Linked DNA regions of Sus scrofa: all the other regions are linked to region 1. The links are chromatin contacts, called in public Hi-C maps. All regions are on one chromosome and are shown on one strand. The core of a region is the stretch at or near the end of the contact, and the rest is flanking DNA. Distances in the headings are between cores, read along the strand shown. Region 1 holds the start of RHOH (ras homolog family member H). Region 2 overlaps LOC106504627 (a long non-coding RNA gene). Region 3 has its middle 46 kb from the start of CHRNA9.

Region 1 (4,611 bases), core at 1,203-3,702:
GTGGAATTCAGGATCAGGCAAATAGGCTTGGGACGTTAGGTGTCTCCAACTGGTGTGAGAGACCTAATAAGCACTATTTAAATGATATGGCTGTTTCCTGTAGTCAAGGGTACCAAGGATATTGGCAAAATTCAACAGGCTACCATTACAAAGAAACGCAGATGGAGTATGGAATCCAGATGTGCCATTTAGGTGCTTTGAGAGCTTGAGCAAGATACATAACATCTCTCTGCCTCAGTTTTCCCCTTTGCAAATGAAAGTAATAATGGTACCTACCTCATAATTGTTGGGATAATTAAGTAAGAAAATCCCTATATAGAGAACAGACTTGTGGTTGCCATGGGGGAGGAGGAAGGGAGTGGGATGGACTGGGAATTTGGGGTCAGTAGATGCAAATTATTATTTTTAGAATGGATAAGCAATGAGGTCCTACTGTACAGTGTAGGGAATTATATGCGGTCTCTTGGGATAGACCATGATGGAGGATAATGTAAGAAAGCAAATGTAGGAGTTCCCATTGTGGCTCAGTGGTAACTAACCTGACCGGTATCCATGAGAATGTGGGTTCGATCCCTGGCCTCGCTTAGTGGGTTAAGGATCTGGCACTGCAGTGAGCTGTGGTGTAGGTTGCAGACAGGGCTTGGATCTGGCATGGCTGTGGCTGTGGTGTAGGCTGGCGGCTGCAGCTCCGATTCAGCCCCTAGCCTGGCAACTTTCATATGCCGCCGGTGTAGCCCTGAAAAGCAATAAAAAAATAAATAAATAAGATAAAATAAAGGGAATGTATGTATATGTGTGACTGGATCACTTTGCTGTATAGCAGAAACTGGCACACCATTGTAAATCAACTACACTTTAATAAAAAAAATTGAACACAGATTATTTAAGTGAAAAAGAAAGAAAGAAAGAAAATGCCTATAAAATGCTTCATGGGCACATGTTAAAAGTGCAATACATGGCAGGCCAGCACGGCTTATTGTTATTACGACTTGGTTAAAAACAGCAAGGGAGCAGAGACTAGAGAGCTGGCAGACAAGGCAGCAGTGTGCCCCTGTGTCTTCAAAACCTCTTATGACCCTGGAACATTCTTCTAGGTACTTGGCTCTGGTCACATCTCTCTCTCTAGCTTCCGCAGTCTGTGATGAAAATGACTTCCAAGGATTCAGAGAAGAGATTCAGAAAGGACGAGACAGGCTGGGAAGTGAGCCATTCACCTGGAGGCCTGAGGCTGACAGATGAGCCCGCAGGAGCTCCTCGTCCAGTGCGGGAGGGCAGCCCCGTTGAACTGGGTGGTCCCCACATTTCTCCCAAGTCTGAGAAAAAGAGGAAGCACGCCTTCCATCAGTGAGAAGGCAAATGATCATCCAATCTAGGGATGATGCTGATGGTAGGCACCATTAAACATTGAAGTGGCTACTGGATTTTTTTTTTTTTTCAAAAAGGACTTCCTTCCCTCATCTTCTCACCCAGGATTTTCCTGACCACCCTATTTACATATGCGCCCCACCCAAACTTTCCATCTCTCATTCCTACTTTATTTTCTTTTTTAATAATTAGCACTCCATAACATAACATATTACTAAAATCTCATGTCCATTGCTTTTCTTTCCAGTAGATGTAAATAATGTGATTTTTTGGAGGTGGTTATTATTCACTGCTGTCTCTCCAGCACCTAGCATGGAGCTCAATAAATATTATAGCCAGTGTTCAACGAATATTTGTTGAATGAGGAAGAAAAGGATCAATTCTCATCCATCTTATGATGTTTGTAGTGTGGCAAGCAGATGACTTCAGAAGGCATTTCTGGAGTCTGTGATCATGCATAAGGAATACATTACCATTCACAATCCAATTTAAAATTTTCCAGACCCTTTAAAACTGTTGAGGCAATAAAAACATGACATTAGAATCCTACACATGATGTGTAAGCTTGAATGATTTTATTTCAGCTAGAATTTGGCACTGGCAAAGCTTCTCAAATTCTGAAGTTCAGAAGTTGTTATTTAAAGAGGGGGGTGGAAGTAGAGGGAAAAAACCTCCAGAGGGAAAAAGTTCAAAACAGGAGTGGTAATTAATAGACATCCTGTATTGAGTGGCTACTATATTGCAAGGACCATGCAGCTGTTTTACAAAAGCCTTCCCAGATAGATACAATGATACCTCTTCCCCAGATGGGAAGATCAGAGCCTCATCCTTGCTAATAAGTGGACCTGGGATTCGAAGCTTGCTTTGTCTGAATCCAAATTCATAATTCTCCAAAATTTCCGACTGCGCTTGGGTACAGGCTTTAAACTGTTCCTTCCAGAACCGTGCAGGAGATCCGTTACTTTGAAACGATGGCAAGTCAGTACTCACTGGGCCCTGCCTTTTAACCGAAACGTCTGCAACCCCCGCTCTGAGGCTCTGAGCAGGTGCGCTGAGTTGCAGTTACCCTGCAATGTTTGTGCCCAAACCAGAGATCCCTATCAAGGCAACGAGTAAAATATGAGTGCCAGAAGAGGCAGCGATGGCCTTCTTCTTCTTTTTTAAACAAATCAGAATTTCTACATCAGAGAGGATCTTGTGCGCTGTGCAGAAGTCCTCTGGGAGTTGCTGCTGCTTGACCCAAGCACACTACTCTCCTATCGTGTCAAACTCCTCCTTGGGTTTGCTCTCAGAGCCTGAGGCACATTCTTTCACATTTTCTTCAATGATAGCCCATCTTTGTCCTTTCCCAGTGGATGTGATTTTTGGAGACAGCCTTTTGGAGCTAACATCTCGGGAATAAGGTGGGTGACAAAGCCAGATTATATTTTGAGTCAAAAACAAGTTGTGAACAGAATGCAGTGATGCTGGTGTGCTTTTGTAGTTTATTAACCTATCGTGGAAGGATAGTGTAAAAAGGTTCTAAATGTCTTTGCCTTATGTCTGCAGTGTTGGAAAAGCGCATCAACTAAGCAAGGACTGCTTTGAAGGTCATTTGACAACATTATTTCTGCTTTGACACTTAAAATAAAAGGTTTCACCCTCAATTTAGAGCCACAGCTTGAGTGATTAGCTGGGTGCCATTGTTTTCTGCAACAAGGCCCTGCATTGTTATAAATTATGGCTCCGCAGCAAAAAGGGCCAGTATGTAAATGTTTGCTGGATACACAGTTTATCATGGCAAACAAACCAGGATAAAAATGGCAGTTGAGACTCCTGAGAACCTGACATTCGCTGAAACAAAAAGCAATATATTATGTGACATTAAAACAGGTTGAAAATAGATGATGAGGATAACAGAGGGGGAAATGATGTTTTTATGGCTTTGGCTACAAGAGGGAAGCTAAAAGATGTTTGAAATGATATTCTCATCCGGTTAGGGAGGCTGTTGTTGATAATGAATTAAAATGCATAAGGAGGAAATCATTCACGCGTTTTCTAGCCTGTGGCATTGCAGGGATATTTTAATATTTAGACTTTTAAAGGGTATTTTGTGTGAATGTATTTTTACATGGAAAGTGATACATCAGAGTTAAGCTCTTTCTCTCATGAAGAGCTAACATTTTATAATCCCCGTCATAAAAATCTCTCAATCAGAAGGAATGCGTGTTTTGGTTTAACGAAGCTGTTTATCACTTGGTGGGGAGCTGGGTAAAAATAATTACAGTCTGACCAATGCCCTGGGTTTGAAACTCACAGCATTCAGACAAGGTTTTAGAACCCCTTTCCCATCTTCAGAACCCACCGAAATGTTTTATTAGGTGGCATATCGTGAAGGAGAATCTGTTTAAACGTTACCCACTAAATCTAAATCATTTCACTTAAAACCCTCACCATAAGAAGAAGGGGGAAGCATCTTATTAACCCCAAGTAAAAATAATTTAGTAAATGAGAGAGATCACAGGTCTCTAAGGTTTATTATTTATTACAATTGCCATTGTCATCAAGAGTTCTCTCTGGTATAACTGGCAGAGACCTTTGCAAAGGGCAAGGATACTACTTGTGAATGAGTTCAGCTGATGCAGCCTGGTAGATTATTTTAAAACCGTCCATAAGGTGTTCCTGTCGTGGCTCAGCGGTTAATGAATCTGACTAGCATCCATGAGGACGCAGGTTCAATCCCTAGCCTCGCTCAGTGGGCTAAGGATCTGGCGTTGCCATGAGCTCTGGTGTAGGTCGCAGACACGGCTTGGATCCTGCATTGCTGTGGCTGTGGTGTAGGCCGGCGGCTACAGATCCGATTTAACCCCTAGCCTAGGAACCTCGATATGCCATGAGTGTGGCCCTAAAAAGCAAAACAGCAACAATGACAAAAAACCCTCAATAAAAGACGTCTTCATTCTTATGAGACAGTTAAAGAGACAATGAACTCATCTGCCATATCAGGGGACATTTCAGATGAAGGTGTTTTTGAGAAACCAAGTCTTAACATTTGGGGGATTGTGTTTGCCCGGCCATCTCAGAGGAGGGGTGCTCAGGAGAGAAAACGGACCTGTGGTGGGGGCCCAGGCTGCCTTCCCTCCCCACAGCAGCCCAGCTCTCGCTTTGGGAGACAGCAGAGTGAAGAGCCAGGACCAATGGACCGGGGTGCATCCTTTTTCTGTTTTCATGACCCTTTAGATTCATGCAAATTGTTTAGTCAGCTGA
Region 2 (4,611 bases), core at 571-3,070, 96 kb after region 1:
AGGCCAATATGAAGCTGCTAGGAAGTCACTCCTTCTCAACTCCTCCTGGTTAAAGAGGGGGACTTTGGACAAAGAAACCTTGAAGCCTCAGACTGGACAAGAAGGCTGGGTTACACTTGGGACCTGGAGTCCCTGGACTTTCACCTCCTGCTACTGCCCTCTCGTGGTTATGAGCTGTCCCCATATGCTGAATACAAGTCAACGTTGACACAGGGTGATTTAGCACCCAGCACCCACACACAGCCCTTTCTGGCACCTTTCTCACCTCTTCATTTCCCTGACTCGGGAACTCCCCCACCTCCATCAGTACCTCCTCCCTTGGCTTACCCTCCCCAAAGTGTCACTTCCTCCTCCACCCTAGTCACAACAACTGCCCTTCTCCAGGCTCCTTACAAATCAGCAAAGGATGTTCTGATTCTCAGGTGTGAACCTTCAATGAGCTTAGCTTTCCCAGGGGACCCTTGTTTTAAAAGAGGAACTGGTTCAATCAAAATGAAGTCAAATGAGCAGGAAGGGCAGCGGCTAGATTTGTTTGTGATGGGGATCTTTGGCTCCTGCCTTCTTTGTAAAACAGACCCTTCTCTTTAAGTGGGCATCTAGATCCAAGAAATGAAATCCCTTTTTTTTTTTTTCTAGGAAATTCTACAACAAACTCTCATTTTAATGTGTTAGAGTTGCATTATTTTGCTGGAGACTAAAAACCCAAAACGGCAGTGGTTTAAAATACGTATTTAAAAATATCTCTGGAGTTCCCATCGTGGTGCAGTGGTTAATGAATCTGACTAGGAACCATGAGGTTGCGGGTTCGATCCTGTCCTTGCTCAGTGGGTCGAAGATCCGGCGTTGCCATGGGCTGTGGTATAGGTCGAAGACGTGGCTCAGATCCTGCGTTGCTGTGACTGTGGCAGAGGCCGGTGGCTACAGCTCCGATTCAACCCCTAGCCTGGGAACCTCCATATGGTCAGCGTTTCAGTCACTGGTCAGGAAGTAAGGGCCAGAGAAGGCTATGGTCTAGTCCTTTAAAGCACTCACCACCTTCCTTTACCTCTTGCTGGGCAGATCTTGGCCATGAGTGCATTGTAAGGGGTAGTGGGAAATGTGACATTGTTTTTCTGAGCAGCCTGTGCCCTGCTAACATTTGGTGTTTTATTCCTGAAGAGTGGGAGAATGGGCTTTAGAGACCAGTAGCATCTCTCCCGTAAGCCTATTGCTGGGGTTGTGAGAAACGGTCAGGCCCAAGTAGGACTGGATCCCAGGACTAAAATCAGGTGCTCGCATTTCTCTTCTGCCATCGGGAAAATGCCCTGGTGCCTCGGATGGTGAGTTAGACCACAGCCAAGACGCCGAAGTCCTAGTTCTGGTTCTGCTGCTAGCCAATGTCACGGCCTTCACAGAGATATCGAATATTCCAGGGCCTTAGTTCCTCTAAAATAAGGCTACTGCATTGGAACTCTAGAATCCCTTCCTGCGCTAACACTATGACTTCATAGAACCCTGTCTTGGCATCTATAATCAAGCAGTTAAATAGAAAATGAACATGCTTTTCCCTTTTCTCTGTGACCATCAAATGCCGTGGGTCATTAAGGGTAGATAACCAATCGATGGCATCCAGGTATCCTTTTAATCTTGTCATCCTCCCTCGGGACTCCTTCCTGCAGGAACTGGTTCGAGATGGCGTTGCTGGCTAGGAGATCCACTTTATTTTCAGTCGAGCTTTGGAAGCAGAAGGGCTAAAGCAACCAACAAGGAACCTCATGGCTGTAAAGTCTGTTTATATCCGGTAGTAGCTGCTGCTATCGCCCATGTCAAACCGCTGGGACAGGAAACATATGCAGCCAATTGATAAAGAGGGCATCTGCTGTGAGCACGCTAATCTCGAGGAGATGGGGATCCCAAGCCACCCGAATTAGCCGCAGACCAGAAAGGGGCCCTTTCAGGGTTCCTCTCAGTTGCTAAGACACGCTGCTTGAAAAAAAAAAAAACACCTCCTCCCTCACCCAGAGTGGGGAAAACAGAAGCTGCCATTGCTTAACTTCCTTATAAATAACCAAGCAACACCAGCATCCGCACCTTAGTAAAGGCTGATCTGCCAAAAAAAAAAAAAAAAAAAAAAAAAATGCTGCCTTGTCTCCTTCTTGGGGCCATAGAGTGGTGGACCAGTTCACTGATCCATCACCTTGGCCAAGAGACCTTCCTTTTCTAGCTGTGTGACATAGTGGATGAGTTCTATGGTGGCAGGAAGAGGACAAAAGAGGAGATCCAGCCAGGAAATGAGGCACCTGTCGACACGCCAGTCAAGTCAGCCTTAGAAAGCCTTGGTCCTGACTTGAGAGAGCGACTCTGCGGAGACTGGCCTGTCCCCTGAGGAAGACAGGCACTCCCAGGCGTAGCAACTGGAACAACAACTTCCTTTTGACTAGGATGACTCCTCACGGTCAGGAAGACAACTTTGCATTTGCGGTGGTCAGGTCTCTAAGGGGGGCTGGAACACACTTCTTCCATTTGGATCTTTGGTTTTTGTTTTGTTTTTTTTTTATTTATTTTTCTGGTCTTTTGTCTTTTTAGGGCTGCACCTGCAGCATATAGAAGCTTCCCAGGCTAGGGGTCTAATCGGAGCTGTTGTGGCTGGCCTACACCACAGCCACAGCAACACCAGATCCGAGCCGTCTGTGACCTACACCACAGCTCATGGCAACATGGGATCCTTAACCCACTGAGTGAAGCCAGGGATTGAACCCGCAACCTCATGTTTCCTAGTCGGATTCGTTTCCACTGAGCCTTGATGGGAACTCCTGTTTTATAATTTTTTAAAGTTTTATTGACATATAGTTGATTTAAAATGTGATAATTTCTGCTGTACAACAAACCAATTCAGTTATACATGTACACATATCCATTTTTCTTTCAGATTATTTTCCCATATAGATTATCACAGAATATTGGGTAGAGTTCCCTGTGCTTTACAGCAGGTCCCCATTGGCCAATCATTCCACATACCTCAGTGTGCGCATGCCAGCCCCAAACCCCCAGCCCATCCCTCCCCCTCATCCCTGTCTCCTTAGGTAACCATAAGTTTTTCAGTCTGCGAGTCCATTTGGATCTTTCTCTGTGGTCTCTTCCTGCAATGGTAACCTTTAGAATCAATCATCGATACAAACTGAATCCCAGCATCACTGTAATAGAAGATGTTAAACTAATATTTTTAAATATAGCGAAGCTTATTGTCACATTGTTCTTATCCAAAGAGTAAAATGCTTTTGTTATTATTTGTTATATATCATTTTATTATTACAGAAATAAATTAACTTAATCCATTAAAATGCCCATTTTAGTGTATGTTCTATCATGTAAATAATATATTAATAAAGTATACATGCATAGAACTAAATAAACAAATATACATAAATGGCAGGGGGGGTATTTGCTCAAAATTTCTTTTTTTTTTTTTTTTTTCATCTTTTCAGGGCCGCACCTGTGACATATGGAGGTTCCCAAGCTAGGGGTTGAATTGGTGCTATAGCAACTGCGGCTTACACCACAGCTCACAGCAATGCTGGATCCTTAACCCACTGAGCGAGTCCAGGGATCAAACCCACGTCCTCAAGGATACTAGTCAGATTCATTAACCACTGAGCCACGACAGGTACTCCAATGCTCAATCAACAAAATTTCAATCAACAAATGTGGAGTTCAGAAAAGTTTGGAGATACAAAGCAAAAATAAACAAGTGGGACTACATCAAACTAAGAAGCTTCTGCACAGCAAAGGAAACCATGAACAAAATTAAAAGCCAACTTGGAGTTCCCTGTCATAGTGCGGTGGAAATGAATCTGACTAGATACATAAGTTTGCGGGTTTGATCCTGGCCTTGCTCAGTGGGTTAAGGATCCGGCGTTGCCGTGAGCTGCAGTGCAGGTCACAGATGCAGCTCAGATCTGGTGTTGCTGCGGCTGTGGTGTAGGCTGGCAGCTGTAGCTCCGATTCGACTCCCAGCCTGGGAACCTCCATATGCCACAAGCTCAGCCCTAAAAAGCAAAAAAAAAAAAAAAAAAATTAAAGGTAACTTATGGAATGGGAAAAAATATTTGCAAACCACATACCTAAGGGGTTGATATCCAAAATATACCAAAACCTCATACAACACAGCAGCAGAAAAACAAATAGTCCAATTTCAAAATGGACAAAGGACCTGAATAGACATTTTTCCGAAGAAGACATACAAATGGCCAACAGCTACCCGAAAAATTGCTCAGCATCACAAATCATCAGAGAAATGCAAATCAAAACCACAAGGAGATACCACCTCACACCTGTTAGGATGTTACTATCAAAAAGACAATAGATAACAAATGAATGTGGAGAAAAGGGAACCCTCATACACTGTTGGTAGGAATATAAAACAGTACAGCCATTGCGGAAAACAGCATGGAGATTCCTCAAGAAATTAAAAATAGGATCACTCTATGATTCAGCAATCCCACTCCTGGGTATATATCCAAAGGAAATGCAATCACTATCTTGAAGAGATATCTTTACCTCCATGTTTGCTGCAGTATTTTTCACAATAGCCAAGATATGGAAACAACCTAAGTGTCTGCTGATGGATGAATG
Region 3 (4,611 bases), core at 1,497-3,996, 77 kb after region 1:
ATAGGCGAGCCCTGAGCTGCTCTCAGGGAATGTTGTTCATGAGGTCCTTTCATTCGTTGCCTCGGGTACCCTAGAATAACCCCAGATGCTGGAGTCCGTGGCATCTTCATTGCAGGAGGGGGAACAGAGCAGTTGCTCCAGGACCTCCTCTGCTGGCCTTTGAGACTGGCGTGTGTCTTCTCTGATATCATCTCCCTCCAGTGCCAAGCCAGGGCCATCTCTTACCCACCCCTCTCTCTGACATCCTCTCCCCTGCTTCTCACGAGACCAGCTCCTTCTCCTCCTTTGGGTTTCAGCTGAAGTCACCTCCTCCGCGGGCCATTTCCTTTTTTTTTTTTTTTAGGGCCGCACCTGCGGCATATGGAGGTTCCCAGGCTAGAGATCAAATCAGAGCTACAGCTGCTGGCCCACACCACAGCTCACAGCAACTCAGGATCCTTAACCCACTGAGCAGGGCCATGGATCGAACCCACATCCTCATGGATACTGGTCTGGTTCGTTAACCACTGAGCCACGATGGAACTCCCTGGGGGCCATTTCTAATCACCCTAATCAAGCACCCTAGTTACTCGTCAGTCTCTATCACTTTATTCATTTTCTTTAAACAATTTATTATCGTCTGAAATGATTTTGTTTATTGTCTCCAAACAACTCATCACAACCTGAAGCTATTGTGTTTATGATCAGTCTTCCCGACTAGAACATCAGCTCCTACTTTTCTTACTACGTTCCTTGGATTGAACCTAATCTTGGGGACCCTCTGGAAGCTGTGGCCAGCACTTGGGCCCTATGAATTTAGACCAAAAAAAAAAAAAATACGTTTTTATTTTCACTAACCCCTAACTGAAATTTAGCATTTTCTTCCATTGTGTGCAACAAACCACAGTCATATGAACTGTGCTTGAGATCTTGTCACCCGCCACCGTTTTACAGATATCTTGAAATGTCACTTGTGTTGACCACTAATAAGAAGTTAAAATGTTTTCTAGACCCATTGGTAGATCTCGTTTGAGGCAATAATAAGGAAACATATATGCTACTGTATCACAGTTTTAAAATATTTTGGTAACTATTTTGATACACAATTTCTTTTATAATCCTCTGTGTTTGTTTTATGAATTTAAAAATCATTAGCCTGGGACATATTTTAACCTAACACCCCTCTTCCTCCATTTTTTTTTTTTTAAAGGCCACCCCTAAGGCATATGGAGGTTCCTGGGCCAGGGACTGAATCCAAGCCACAGCTGTAACCTCTGCTGCAACTGCAGCAATGTCAGATCCTTTAACCCACTGTGCTGGGCTAGTGATTGAACCCGCGCCTCTGCAGTGACCCAAGACGCTGTAGTCAGATTCTTAACCCACTGTGCCATAGCCGAAACTCCTCTTCCTCCATTTCCAAAGCCAGCAGTGGCAGGTCAAGTCCCTCTCAAGTGTCGAATCTCTCCTACCTCTCCTTCCATCTGATAAACTCCTCTGCCTTGCTTCGTCTTCCACTCTTGAGTCCATTTGATTACATTAGACTCATCTGGATAATCCAGGCTAATCTCTCTCTCTCTCTTTTTAATCTTTTGTCTTTTTAGGGCCACACCTGCAGCATATGGAAGTTCCCAGGCTGAGGGTCGAGTCGGAGCTACAACTGCTGGCCTACACCACAGCCACAGCAATGCCAGATCTGAGCTGCGTCTGCGACTCCCCCACAGCTCATGACAATGCTGGATCCTTAACCCACTGAACGAGGCCAGGGACCAAACCTGCGTCCTCATGGATACTGGTCAGGTTCATTAACTAACCACTGAGCCATGACAGGAACTCCCAGGCTAATCTCCCTTTAGGCATAACTGCCCTGTATTAAAGTCCTTAATTCCATTCAGAAAGTCTTTTTTTTTTTTTTTTTTTTTTTAATAATATAGCATAGTCATAGGTTCTAGGGGTTAGAGCATGAATATCTTTGGGGGGCCATTACTCTACCTACCATATCAGGGTTCACTGTAATCTTTTCAACCCCAATGGTAATATGTTGGGTGAAAAGTAGGAGGTGCAATAGCTACCTTATGTAACCATAGTGGTGAGATTCAAGTGAGATAAGTAAATAATAAAGTGAGGTTTATATAAAATTCATCATCATCATCAAAAAAAAAAAAAAGGGGCATTAGTCTGAGAAAGTGGTCCATAGGTTTTACCAGATTTCTAACAAAGGTTATGGCACAGAAAAGTTATGTGTTTTTCTGTGGTCTAAAACAATGTTTGCCAATATAGTGAGAGTTTGATACAAAATATTTTTGAGTGAATGAGTCAGATAAAGGGAGGCAGAGGAGGAAACAGTGTCCTAAGCAGAGGAAATAGCATTCAAAGGCTGGGGGCTCTGTCCTCTGTTCTAGAAACAGAAAAACTGTCTGGTGTGGTTTGAGCTTCGAGAGCCGGGGGGAGGGGGGTGGTTTAGGCTGGCACTAACAAGGGAGGCTGGTTGAACTTCCTCTTGGGGCAGTGGGAAGCTGATAGGAGGTCCTAGGCAGATCAGGAAATCATGATATTTGGGTTTTGAAAACTCCCTATGGCTGCCAAGAGGAAAGGAAAGGAAAGCAAGAGTAGATGCCCATGAAGAGGTGGTTTGAAATAGGCTGGGGGTGGAGGTCGAGGCAAGTGGATGGACGTGAGAGCAGTTTCAGAGATGACACAGACACCCCTTGAGCGCTGATTAGAAGCAGGGGGTGAAGGAAAACAGGAAGTACAGAGTGACTGTGGCTTTCCTGCCTGAGTGCCTGAGTGACAGCGGGTGGCTTTCTGAGAGGGCAACGCGGTGGGAAGGAGGAGCCAGGTGGGGGCAGGTCCCAGGCACCTGAAACTGCAGGTAAGAGTGTTCTTAGTTCAGCCTGGCTTTGCTAAAAGTGCCTTGGGACCCGAATGATGATTTGAGATCCCAGCTTTCATCTCAGTTCTGTCACTTACTTGTTACCTCAGGCGCATTTCTCAACCTCTTTGTTTTCCCAGCCGAGCAATGGAGCTGCTGGTACTCGGGACACCTCACATGCGGGAGTGATGCTCCTGCCACTGAACTCAGGTCGTTGTGGAAACAACTGAGCCTGCAACTTTCCACGTTACTGATTTTTCTCTAAGCCCTGAATAAAAGCTAGGGTGTCATATTACCATCACAAAGAAATAATATTATTATCAATAAAAGCTAATCCTTATTGATCACTCATCATATCTCATGTGCCCTGCTGACTATTTTATGTACATTATTCCTTTCAATTCTCCATGATAACACTTGGAGGTGGATATTATTGCTATGTCCAATTTACAAAGACGGAAACTGAGGCTAAGGTTTTAAGTTACTTCCCTGAAGTCACATGGTTATAGGTGGTAGAGCAGAAAGTAGAACTCATCCACTCTGACTCTAGAATCTTTACTCCTTCTTTTTAGGGCCACACCCATGGCATATGGAAGCTCCCAGGCTAGGAGTTGAACTGGAGTCGCAGCTGCCTGCTTATGCCACAGCCATAGCAATGCTGGATCCAAGCTGAGTCTGCAACCTATACCTCATGGCAATGTTGGATCCTTAACCCACTCATTGATGCCAGGGATTGAACTCACATCTTCATGGATACTAGTGGGGTTCATCACTGCTGAGTCACAATGGGAACTCCCAAGAATCTGTATTCTTAATCCTTGCATATTCCTGCCCTCTTGGATTAATCACTGTTTTGGTCCAGGTGTTGGTAGGAGTTACCCTGACCCCTAGAGTCTAGATGGAACTGGATCATCTCTCTACTCCATATCCTGTCTTGGGACCCTCCCTGAGATGTCATGAGTCCAGCCGAGCATGCATTGTCATGGCAGTATGGCTCAGAGCTCCTGTCCTGCGGAATTCTTTGCATCTCTGGACCTTCCCGCATGTGTGCTCTTCCAAGTCTTGCTCTCTCAGCCCAGCTGTGGGAGCCGGACACACTCCTTGATTTCTACCAAGCCCCTTCCTCCCACAGGCCATTATGTTTGTAGCACATTTTGCAAAGGTCAAAAGATGGAGAGTGCCAATGGTCCCTTGTGGTGCAGCAGGTTAAGGATCTGGTGGTGTCACTGCAGTGGCTCGGGTTGTTGCTGTGGTGCTGATTTGATCCCTGGCCCAGGAATTTCCACATGCCACTGATGTGGCCAAAAACACACACACAAAAAAATGGAGGATATGTAGCACAGAAAATGGCAAATTAAAAAATGGAATAATAAGTTATCTCAATTTTTGAGTAATTTTTGAGTAATTTTGCCATAGTGTTAGCTAAGATTTACGCTAAATGCTGACACAGTGAGATCCTCTTCCTGCCACATCCCCCCTCTCCTGACTCCCCACCACAAAAATGATTTGGTTTTATCTCTCTCTTCCAGTCCAGGCTAAGTGGTTGCTCTGCTTCCTACTGTGGTTGCAAGTTCTTCCAATCACCGTTACTTCTGTCTTGTTGCTTTGCCATCTCCTGGGAGTGACTGTGCCCTCATCCATATCGTCGAAGCCAGGGCAAACCACATGGACAATCAGCCCCTTGGAAGGGGAAAGAGGAGGGCCGACTATTAAGCAAGTAGGTGCACACATCACTTCCATTCTCATCTCATTGGCAGGATTGT

The links. A called contact is a pair of places that touch in the nucleus more often than the background predicts.
Region 2: a contact with region 1 is called in a Hi-C map of mesenteric adipose tissue, with 1.6 times the contacts expected there. The contact joins the enhancer-like site here to the promoter of RHOH in region 1. A contact is called at or near these places in 2 of 5 promoter capture datasets (fetal liver and liver), 9 of 47 Hi-C or Micro-C datasets (alveolar macrophages, blood, liver and 4 more) and 1 of 2 datasets of contacts at active chromatin or transcription factors (alveolar macrophages).
Region 3: a contact with region 1 is called in a Hi-C map of blood, with 2.9 times the contacts expected there. The contact joins the enhancer-like site here to the promoter of RHOH in region 1. A contact is called at or near these places in 2 of 5 promoter capture datasets (fetal liver and liver), 11 of 47 Hi-C or Micro-C datasets (alveolar macrophages, blood, embryonic fibroblasts and 4 more) and 1 of 2 datasets of contacts at active chromatin or transcription factors (alveolar macrophages).

The regions. Positions count from the first base shown.
Region 1 is chr8:31,318,602-31,323,212 of Sscrofa11.1, forward strand. It overlaps RHOH (ras homolog family member H), which reads left to right and starts at 2,453. Exons shown (of 5, transcript NM_001244789.1): 1 at 2,453-2,768.
Region 2 is chr8:31,414,796-31,419,406 of Sscrofa11.1, forward strand. LOC106504627 (a long non-coding RNA gene) reads left to right here. Exons shown (of 2, transcript XR_001298257.2): 2 at 1,659-2,117. Among named protein-coding and RNA genes, the nearest start is that of CHRNA9, 26 kb to the right of the region's middle. Within about 2 kb of position 1,821, at least 18 of the 83 cell types and tissues checked have an H3K27ac peak or open chromatin away from gene starts, as enhancers often do. A contact at or near this core is called in alveolar macrophages, fetal liver, liver and 4 more, where this site is marked.
Region 3 is chr8:31,395,110-31,399,720 of Sscrofa11.1, forward strand. No RefSeq gene overlaps it. Among named protein-coding and RNA genes, the nearest start is that of CHRNA9, 46 kb to the right of the region's middle. Within about 2 kb of position 2,747, at least 15 of the 83 cell types and tissues checked have an H3K27ac peak or open chromatin away from gene starts, as enhancers often do. A contact at or near this core is called in alveolar macrophages and retroperitoneal adipose tissue, where this site is marked.